2 separate regions of the Mus musculus genome follow, and region 1 is linked to region 2. Evidence: chromatin contacts called from public HiChIP or PLAC-seq data. All regions are on one chromosome and are shown on one strand. The core of a region is the stretch at or near the end of the contact, and the rest is flanking DNA. Distances in the headings are between cores, read along the strand shown. Region 1 has its middle 12 kb from the start of Gm39870. Region 2 overlaps Ptprj (protein tyrosine phosphatase, receptor type, J).

Evidence for each region. HiChIP or PLAC-seq counts read pairs in DNA pulled down with a chosen protein or histone mark.
Region 1: a contact with region 2 is called in an HNF4G HiChIP or PLAC-seq map of pancreatic cancer cells. The contact joins two enhancer-like sites. A contact is called at or near these places in 1 of 15 datasets of contacts at CTCF or cohesin (CD8 T cells), 3 of 484 Hi-C or Micro-C datasets (CD4 T cells, LSK cells and the N1E-115 cell line) and 3 of 115 datasets of contacts at active chromatin or transcription factors (embryonic stem cells, microglia and pancreatic cancer cells).

What each region holds. Positions count from the first base shown.
Region 1 is chr2:90,609,985-90,615,121 of GRCm38.p6, forward strand. No RefSeq gene overlaps it. Among named protein-coding and RNA genes, the nearest start is that of Gm39870, 12 kb to the right of the region's middle. Within about 2 kb of position 2,392, at least 96 of the 459 cell types and tissues checked have an H3K27ac peak or open chromatin away from gene starts, as enhancers often do. A contact at or near this core is called in pancreatic cancer cells, where this site is marked.
Region 2 is chr2:90,542,743-90,547,658 of GRCm38.p6, forward strand. All of the region lies in intron 1 of Ptprj (protein tyrosine phosphatase, receptor type, J), which reads right to left. Among named protein-coding and RNA genes, the nearest start is that of Ptprj, 35 kb to the right of the region's middle. Within about 2 kb of position 2,614, at least 66 of the 459 cell types and tissues checked have an H3K27ac peak or open chromatin away from gene starts, as enhancers often do. A contact at or near this core is called in pancreatic cancer cells, where this site is marked.

The DNA.
Region 1 (5,137 bases), core at 1,142-3,641, 67 kb after region 2:
CATACACTAGCAAGATTTTCCTGAAAGGACCCTGATATAGCTGTCTCTTGTGAGACTATGCCAGGGCCTAGCAAACACAGAAGTGGGTGCTCACAGTCAGCTATTGGATGGATCACAGGGCCCCCAATGGAGGAGCTAGAGAAAGTACCCAAGGAGCTAAAGGGATCTGCAACCCTATAGGTGGAACAACAATATGAACTAACCAGTACCCCCTGGAGCTCGTGTCTCTAGCTGCATATGTATCAGAAGACGGCCTAGTTGGCCATCAGTGGAAAGAGAGGCCCATTGGTAGTGCAAACTTTATAGGCCTCAGTACAGGGGAACACCAGGGCCAAGAAGTGGGAGTGGGTGGGTAGATGAGTGGGGGGGGGGGGATATGGGGGACTTTTGGGATAGCATTGGAAATGTAAATGAAGAAAATACCTGAAAGAAAGAAAGAAAGAAAGAAAGAAAGAAAGAAAGAAAGAAAGAAAGAAAGAAAGAAAGAAAGAAAGAAAGGAAGGAAGGAAGGATGGAAGGAAGGAAGGAAGGAAGGAAGGAAGAAAGAAAGAAAGAAAGAAAGAAAGAAAGAAAGAAAGAAAGACAGACAGACAGACAGACAGACAGACAGACAGACAGACCAGGAGATGTCTTAGCTGATAAAGGAGACTGCCACCAAACCTGATATTCTGGATTCGATTCCAGAACTCGTATGATAAAAGGAAAGAGCTGCTTTTTGCAAGTTGTTCTCTAATTGCCACACGTGTGCTTATGCTGCATCCATATTGATGCAGTGCACATACACACACACACACACACACACACACACACACACACACACACACAGGGATTTAATGACCTTTTCTGGCGTTTACACACACACATGCATATTAAACACGAAAACAACAATTTAAAGGCCAGGAAAAAACAGCTCCTTAGAAAATATAAATCTATGTAACAAGCAGACTTAAAGGAGGCCTTTGAATGCAGGGAACACAGAAATTCCTGGTAATAGGAAAGCTTTTCCTCCCTGGCCTTTTAATTTCATAGAGAGACACCAATCATGGTGTGGAGTACAGTTGGTAAGATACCTTAGATTTTGTGAAATTATCAATAATGTAGATATGCCAGTGGTTTTAGACCTGGAAAGACAGTGTGATATTAATAACTAAGAACAATTCTCCCTCACACAGGTACCAGGTCTACACATCATCTATATCATCTTAATCATTGTAATAACACTATGAGTGGTTATCCTCACATATGGTTGCAAATTAATCGTTCATGGTATCATACAGGAAAGGACTAAAGTGCTATCAGGATGAATACCAGGCTGGAGATACATCTGTGGGCAGAGTGCTTACCTAGCCCTGAGTTCAATTCCAAGCACAATAAGCCAGATGTGGTGGGGCATCCGTGTAATCTCCAAGTGAAGGCAGCATGATCAGATCGTGTGTCTCTTTGCCACATAGAATCTGAGTTCTTTCTGCTGTCTTTGTTCAATCTCATTATTCATTCTGCAAGACAACCATAAACCAAAGTGGAAACACACAGGTCTGAGGCTTGGAAGAAATCAACTCAAAGGTATTTTAGCCAGGTGTGGCAGCACAAGCTTGGAATCTCAGTAACTGGAGGCTGAAACAGAAGGATTGGTTCAAGTTCAAGGCCAGCTTGAGCTACATGGTTAGCGAACATCCTATCACTGAGCTGCAGCCCCATCCCCTCTATCTTCTGCTGCCATACAATCTTAAATCCAGCCTGTACTCTCCTTCCTTCTGGATTTTGTCCCTGCTACCCTTTCTGCTCTTTCCAATTTGTGACAACTGTATTCCTCCATTTCCTTATCTATCACTCAGAAAGTTCATCCCTTCTAAGGTTATAAAAATGAAACCAAAGATGTCAAGACATGTTAAGTGGCTAGAATATCGCCTGGCATAGCTGAAATGCACAGTATGTATTACCTGTGCTTATTATTCATGAACCCGTGCTTTGAAGACTTAACAAATCTGGCATGCTTCAGCCTTTCCCTGTTTGCATCGAGTCATCAGGAGACCAGGATAATCTCCACACAGCTTTCCTCTGTATCTCCACCCATTTTTGTCCTGGCAGGACAAGCTCAGGACTGTTTTTGAACGGTTCATCCTCAGATGGGGTAAGAGTAGGACCACAAGGGACAGAATGTGTCCACGAAGGACATGAGCAGAAAGATGGCCTCCATAGCTGTGCCCTCTTGCTGGCTGTGGGATCACATTAGGAAGCGGAGCCCAACCGCAAGTTCACAACAAAACTCTTAGGAAAGTCAAGCAAATTCATTCAATGTTGGTGTGCAGTTGCGGCCTGTCAACAGGCGTCTCCTGCAAAGGGAAGAACTTGCCACTAGGAGAAGATGAGGACTGCGCCCCACCGGCCTCTCTCAGCCCAGTAGCTGTGACTCAGCAGGAAGCCGGCCAAGGCTTGACTCACTCTCTCTCCTACTACCACACCCAGGGTTTTCCTCCTGGCCTTGGAAAGGCTGCTTGCAGCTGGAAGCAGAGGGACTACCTGAGTCTACCAAAGCCAAGGAAATCATTTCTGCAACAATTTAGTACCTTAGTATTTAGAAGCACAAATTCTCCCTTGGGGTAGAGTCTACCTTGGTTGCTTGTGCAGCCTAGAGCTCCCTAGCCAGTTTGCCCAATGGTAAAGGAGAACAGTGATGGATTCCTCACATTAACAAGACAATGTAGACTAGAATGTGATATGAGAACTCTCTTCAACACACCAGGCCTGGTCCCACTTCAATGCCTCTAGATGATGTCTAGATTGCTTTTGCCCCCAGTTAGTCCTATGACCAACAACCTCACTTACTTATTTTTGCTAAATATTCATTTTATAAACCTCCTCTAATATTTTCCCCTGTCAAAAGACAAAAGTTGGGGTCTGGCTGCTTCTTTGCTTGATCTGATTTTACAGATTTAATTGCTTATATTTGCAAATCATGAATCAAGGAAGCCCCCTAGACTAAAAAATAGATTGATCAATCCCATAGGAAATGGCAGAAGTAGGTTATAAGGTGGGAACAAAGAAACAGAACAAAAGCGGGGGGAGGGGCAGAGATACACTCACTGGTGGAGAGTTTGCCTAGCATGTCAGTTGGCATGCCTAAAAAACAAACAAATGAATCCTAAGAGGGACCTTTCTTACTACACTCAGTCAGACAGGCTAGAGACTCCTGTTTAGGGAAACTTGCCATCTGTCCCTTTAAGGTTTCAGTTTCATCTTGTGGCTTTAGTATGAGTTATTCCATTTGGAGTTGGCCCTGTCCCATGAGGTCTAGTGTAGGAAGGAGCTTAACTAAAAGAACAGCTTCCCATAGTCTTTGTTAACATCATTTTCTTTACCACTTAACCACTATCCAACAACGGATTGTCTCTATTGATTTCCCACAACCCACTGCAGAATTCAAGTTCTGTGTTTGTCTGCTTTCCTCACAGATCTATTCCCAGTGCTTAGAGCTGCCCATCTTGAAACAACTCTCAATTAACACAAGTGCAATGGATGAGTTATTTGTCTCTTTTAAAAATCATCAATTCCCATTACTACACACACACACACTATATATATATATACATACACACACACACACATTCCCCAAATAACGTTCACCTTTGCTATCCCCTTCACTACTGAATCAGAGAACATGTCAAAGTTTCAAACCATACCACATACAAGGCCACTTTCTGTCCTCTGATGCTTGAATACATGACACCTCAAAAGCACAGACAACTGCTGTTAGTACAAAAAACCCAGTTAGTTCCAGAGTTTAGACAGATGGCTGATAAATATATGAATCAGATGGGACGGCTAGGGAGCTGTGAGAACCAAGGAAGTTTTGATTCCCTCCCACCTCCAGGCATTTAAATTCAAATTTTAATGACAACCTCTAACAGCTAAGAACACCTCTAAGCCACATCCCCCGATTCTGTTCTCTGTCTACCTATCTCCCACTAGCTACCCCTGACTTAAAAGTCAAGTATTAATCAATATTACCAAAAGCTTCTGGTTCTTCCCCCAAATACTTTTTCTGCATGAAGTCATCACCATGATGATATCCAAGACCCCAGAGTACTCTGTCCCAAGAATCAGTTGCAATCTTTTCTAAAATGTATTTTCATTTTTAAAATCATGTATGTGTATGTGTGTCGTTTGTACATCTGAGTACAGGTGCCCATGGAGGCCAGAAGCATGTGCCAGATCCCCTAGAACTGCAGATATAGGTGCTTGTGAGCCCCTGTTGCTGGTGCCGGGAACCGAACCCTGTGCAAGCCCATACTTGCTCTTAACCACTGAGCCCACCCCATCTCTCCAGCCTCCCAGTTATACTCCTGTTTTGGGCTGCTTTGCTGAGGAACCCCACAACCTCTCTGCCCACAGTTCAGCTTAGAAAGCTCATGGGTGTAGTCCGAAGGTCTGGGAGGGAAAGCTCCCGAAATGAAGGAATGAACAAATGCCAACGGTCCGGATGGAATCCCCCTCCAAGAACACTATATGCCGGTGAATCTCCAGGATGAGAGACCACTGGCAAGAGTCTCCGTTCACTTCAGTGAGTGAGGAGATTGGGGTGACCGCACCCTGGTCCCCAAGGATGATGAGCAGGAATTTGCCTCATGTTTGCAGAAAGGCCCATCCTGGTGAAGTTCCCAAACAAAAGGAGGCAGCTGGGAATAGAGAGCCATCACCACTCCTACGGACTGAAATTGCCAACACCCCTCCCACACACACCCCCCACCTCCGCCACGTGGCATTTTCTCATTGAAATGGAGGGAAAGAATTAAGTCACCCTCTCACACACACCAGATGGGGAAAAGGAGCCTAGGATGGACTCGAATTCTAATTTCCATTGAGCCTCCGCCCTCTCAACTGTGAGACAGGAAGAATCATGGAGTAACCTGGGAATATTACATGAAAATCGCTTTTCATTCTGAGATAACTCTGTGCCTAGAGCCACCCACTGGTGCACCACTGCTACCCAGCTCCCACCCAGGTCCTGGGCCACAGCCTGGTAGGCAGGCGAGTGGAACGTTAGTCATTGCGATTGCAATTTAGGTTCAAGTAGCGAATGCGGAGCCTAGACGACCAACCCACGCAGCAGCTCCTAGTGCCCACCACCACCCTGCAT
Region 2 (4,916 bases), core at 1,364-3,863:
ACCCTAGCCCTCAATTCTCGGCAGACCTTCCACAGCTTCCTCTTGAGTCAGTTCTCTATTACCCAACATCAAGCATCTAACTAAAAAAAAAAAAACTTCATTGACAGTTACCAAGCCCTGAGGGGCCATGGTAATGAGTCAGATGTGAACCTTCCACAATGACCTCATCATCTAGAAGACCTCAGGCCTCTGAAGAGCCATGATGTATGATGCAAGTGCTACGCTAGAGACACAGGCAAGTGTCATGGAGGCTGAGAGAGAGTCATGACTGATTACAGATTTACAGAATGAGGAGGGCAGCCCAGTTCTGGGAAAGTGTGTCTATGTGTTGAGCCTTTTGAAGGCAGAGTTGGGCGGGGAGGATTTCCATAATCTGGAGGGGGGTGTATTCCAGGAAGATGGGACAGCATGAGTAAAATCGGGGAAGGGAGAGCCCACGGGCATGACTCGGAACACCCACTGGTCTACGGCAGCCTGTAGCCTGCCTGGGGTATCTGGAAGGATTGAGAAAGAAAACACCAGAGTAGGAGGTAAAGGCCACACAGTGAACCCAAAGTATTGCTTATATTCTGTCCCTCCTACGCAGCACTGAAGTCCCAAGAATGTGAGGCAGGGAAATTCAAACTTGTAACAGGAATGAGGGGGCAGCATTAGAGACCTGGAGGAGGGATGTGAAACTTAGAAGGCTTTCTTGTAGGCAAAGAACTTGGTCCTCATCATCCTTGCCCCTCCCTGCAGTGCCAACTCTGCCTGCTCTGCACATCATGTCCATCTCCACAGTGACGCTGGCATCTGACCATCTGGATGATGGAATAACATCCATCTAATTTGGCCCTGTGAGGGAAGGAGGGAGGGAGGGAGGGTGTGTGTGTGTGTGTGTGTGTGTGTGTGTGTGTGTGTGTGTGTGTGTGTGTGTTTACTCATTGGTTCATTCCTAGGTGACTTGTAGCCCTTACAAGCCCCCAGCCCCTGTTCAGGGGCCAGCAGACGCATTGTTGAATTGACCATCTGTTTTTGAAACAACAGACATCACATTGGAAACATGGATCTTCTGCGGCTACACTTTTACAAGACAACAAAGAAGCTAACTGGCAAATGTTCCCTTTAAGCAGAGTTCACAACCCATGTCCATTCCCTTCAAGACTGAGAACCAATGTCCACTAGTCACTTGGCATCTTTCAAAGGGTATCTACCACACCCCAAAAGATTTGCAAACTCCTGTCATATGTAGCTTAGTAGAGTTGATCCTTCCAGATCTTGGTGTTTGCCCCTCACTCAAACCCTACACCCTATCTATAAGATCAAGCAGTGACAGCCCAGCACCTCACTTCTTCCACTATACCTTCAGGCCCAGCCAGATGGCACCACTAAGGGAAATCAGAAGGCACCTCCAGGGGACTGGGCAGCAAGCCTAGGAGAAACCTAATACCTTCTAGTGCCACAGGACTCTTTACACTTGGACTCCTCCTGTTACCTACTGTGTGTCAGACCTTCCTAGCAGGGCTCAAAAAACAACTGAATGAGACAGTTCTGCCAGCCCTGGGAAAACTGCAGGTATCCCTGGTTTCGATGCCACATGGATATAGGAAATGACAGCACAGTTCACGCGTAAAGCTTGCAATCCACACACACTATACAACCAAATGTTCAGCCGTCTCCAGCTAGCAATCCAGGCAGCAGGCACAGTGTCCCAGAACCAGGTAAAAGGGCCGCATGCTTACCCTTATTAGCATCAGCCATTTGTGATGATTCGAGAATTGACTCCACGGCTCTGATGGTTATTTAAAGAAAGAGTTGAACAAGGTAGAAAAGAAATATAACTGTGCTTCATCTTCAGCGAGCAAGCAATCTCACTGGAGAAAGAAACATCAAACCCTAGACACAGAGTAATTGAAGGTGTGGGAGGAATGTGAACAAGGGCAGGGTGGGATGGGAGGCCTGCTGGAGGAACTGCTGGACCTGGGTTTTGAAAGAGGGCTTTAGGGTTAGCAGGGAGGTGATGTAGGATGTAAAGAGCTTGACACACAAACCTGAGTCCAGATCCCACATTTAAAAGGGGGGCGGGGGGTACACAGCACACACGTCTGAAACCCTTGCACTCCTTTCGGAAAGACAGAGAAGCAGACATATCCCCCAAACTCTCAAGACAGTTAGCTGTGTTAAGCAAGAGAGAAGGCAAGGATAAACACCTGAGGTTCTGCACAAAGGCACCACAGTATGCATGTCCCTGCACTTACATACGTGAACACACATGAGGGATGGGGGTGGGGGACCTCTTTGGGGCACATGAAGTGACCCAGAAGAGTACAAATAATCAAAATTCTTGTTATAACCAAAAAATGTATAGCATCATAACAATTTTTTTTTAATTTTAAGAAACATCAAATTTCACTTTATTGCTCTTATTTATGTTATGGACAGCAAAGGTACAAATACCAAAGCAGGTGGCAGTCAGAGGCCAACTTTGAGGGATCAGATCTCCCCTTCCACCACGTAGGTCCTAGGGATCAAACTCAAGTTGTCAGGCTTGGTGGCAAGAGCCTTCACCCACTAAGCCAACTCAGCCAAACTCCACTTTAATAAGAGCAAAGTTCTAAAACCCAGGGAACAGTCTGACTCAAAGCCACACATTTAGCCTGTGAATGGTTTTCCACTTGGCAAGTCAGTTCCTCATCGCTGTGTGATAATGCCAGTGAGTGAATGGGCAATCAGATCGGGGAAATTCCTAGTGATCATCAGAATGGAAAGGAAAGAAAAGGCAAGGAGGAAGCAAGAGGAGCTGTTGGCAAGGCCTCCTAAGTTCTGGCTCAGGCAAGCACTGCTCAGATCAAATGAGGAGAATGCCTGTAGACCGTGTTTCCACATTCGGTTTTCTTTCTGTGATTCACCGCTTGCTCTCTCCCCCCAAACTCTGGTTTCCTTATCCAAATATCTCCTGTAATATGAGATATTTGCATCTCCCTAATAAGAAAATCACTTCCTAACCTTTTGGACAAATTGCTAAAAGCAGCCACCACATTCTTGCATACTCTATTTAGCTGTAAGCCATACTATGTAATCTTGAGTCTTCAGATTCCTCTCCCAAAAAATGCCTACCCAACCCATCCCTGCCAGTCTCCCCCCGACTCACCCGCAGACCTGTACCTTCTGCACAAAGGATCCTTGGGTCGTTTCACTCAGCTACTTCCGCACTCATAACATACACACACACACACACACACACACACACACACTCACACTCACACACAGGATCATTTTTTCTCTCCAGCCAAAATCCATTACATGAAATAAACCTTGTAATTAGAGCAGGCACAGAGTCTAGAAGTTTCTATCATGTGCTCCTGATGCTGCCTCCCCTCTTTCCCTTTACTGCGGAGTCTAAGGAAGTACTGCTTAAGTCGAATTTCTTAGTTTTACAGGTGTGAAATCAAAACCTAAGAGAGGAAAGGGCCTGGCCAGACACGCAGCTTAGACAGCAGGCAAAGCCAGATTCCAGATTCAACAGACCAATGATATTCTCACTGACCCACACTGCATCTTAATCATCTTATGTAACCAACACATAGAAAGCTTACCATGTGCCCCGAACTCCTCTGACATGTTTAATTCTCACAACAACCTGATGGCAGACATTCTATCCTCCCCAGTTTACACTGTAGGCACTAAGACACAGAAAGGTTAGTCACTCATCCACTGTCAACAGGGCCAGAAGATCGGGTATGTGAACTCAGGCAGCCTGGCTCTTGTGGCCAGGGTTCTCAAGTCATCTCACAGAAGCACTTGTGGACTAGAGTCCTAGACTGTTGATAAATGCAACATATGTAAAGATTTCACCTGAAAAACCAAAGTCTTATAAAAATGAAGACAAAACCAAATGATAACACTAGAAACTGCTATGGAAGACCAGGAGTGCCAGGCTTACAGGAAAGCTCCAGTGTACACATCTTCTGCAAGTGGTGGCTGCCTGCAGTGTGCTGTGCACATTCATTTAAACAGTGGTCTTCATTTTATGATTTATTCTTGATACAGCTGTCCTTCAGACAGACCCATTTTTAGCTTCATCCCTACATGTGATGCCCCCATGAAAGCTTCTAGAAAGGGACTAGGCACAAAGCCTAACCATTTATTAACAGTTCTGTGCTGTGGCCAGCATCCCCTCCCATCACAGAACAATAGTGTGTTCATTCATTCATTCATTCAAAAAAAAAAAAAAGCCAGCCTGCTCCATTGGGAATCATTCTGCACCCAACCCTGGTCAGATCATCTAAGGTGAGTTAGCCAAATCCCCTGGCTTGTCATTGTTTGATTCACTTGTCCCCGTGCTGCTGAGCTCAAACACCTCCGCACCAATGAGAGGCAGAAAAAGAGTCTGGTGCTAAGATATAGCCCAGTGTTGTTTCTAGAAGCACCAGGCTAGAAGCTAGCAATGTGGGAAATACCTGCAGTGTGGTTTTCAGATGATTTTGAAACCAGTGTCTGCTCGGCTGCTCCCACCTCCAGCAATGAACCATGACCAGCCGCAACGTGGGCCCTTGCTCTGCAGCCAACAGCACCAAGTTCAGGTTTTTAAAAAAAACATCCAGATGTGAGCGTCACAGAAGCAGGCATAGCCCTAAGCTCAAGGAACTCTAAATGACTTACTATGGAAACAGGCCATGGCAACAGGTGAGTGACATCCCCGTAAGAATAAGAGACAAAAAGCATTCCCATTGGCCAGGTCAATACTCTCTATCACTGCCACCAAATCTATGGCATAGCATGCTGAAAACTAAGGAACTGACTCATATCTGTCCACCCCAACATTTGCATACTGGGTGCTGACTTTTGGCTACCACATAATGGTACCAAGGAAGGCACAGGGTGGGGACCTACCCACAAAGCAATATTTATTGTCTTTGGAGAGCCACTGGCTGAAC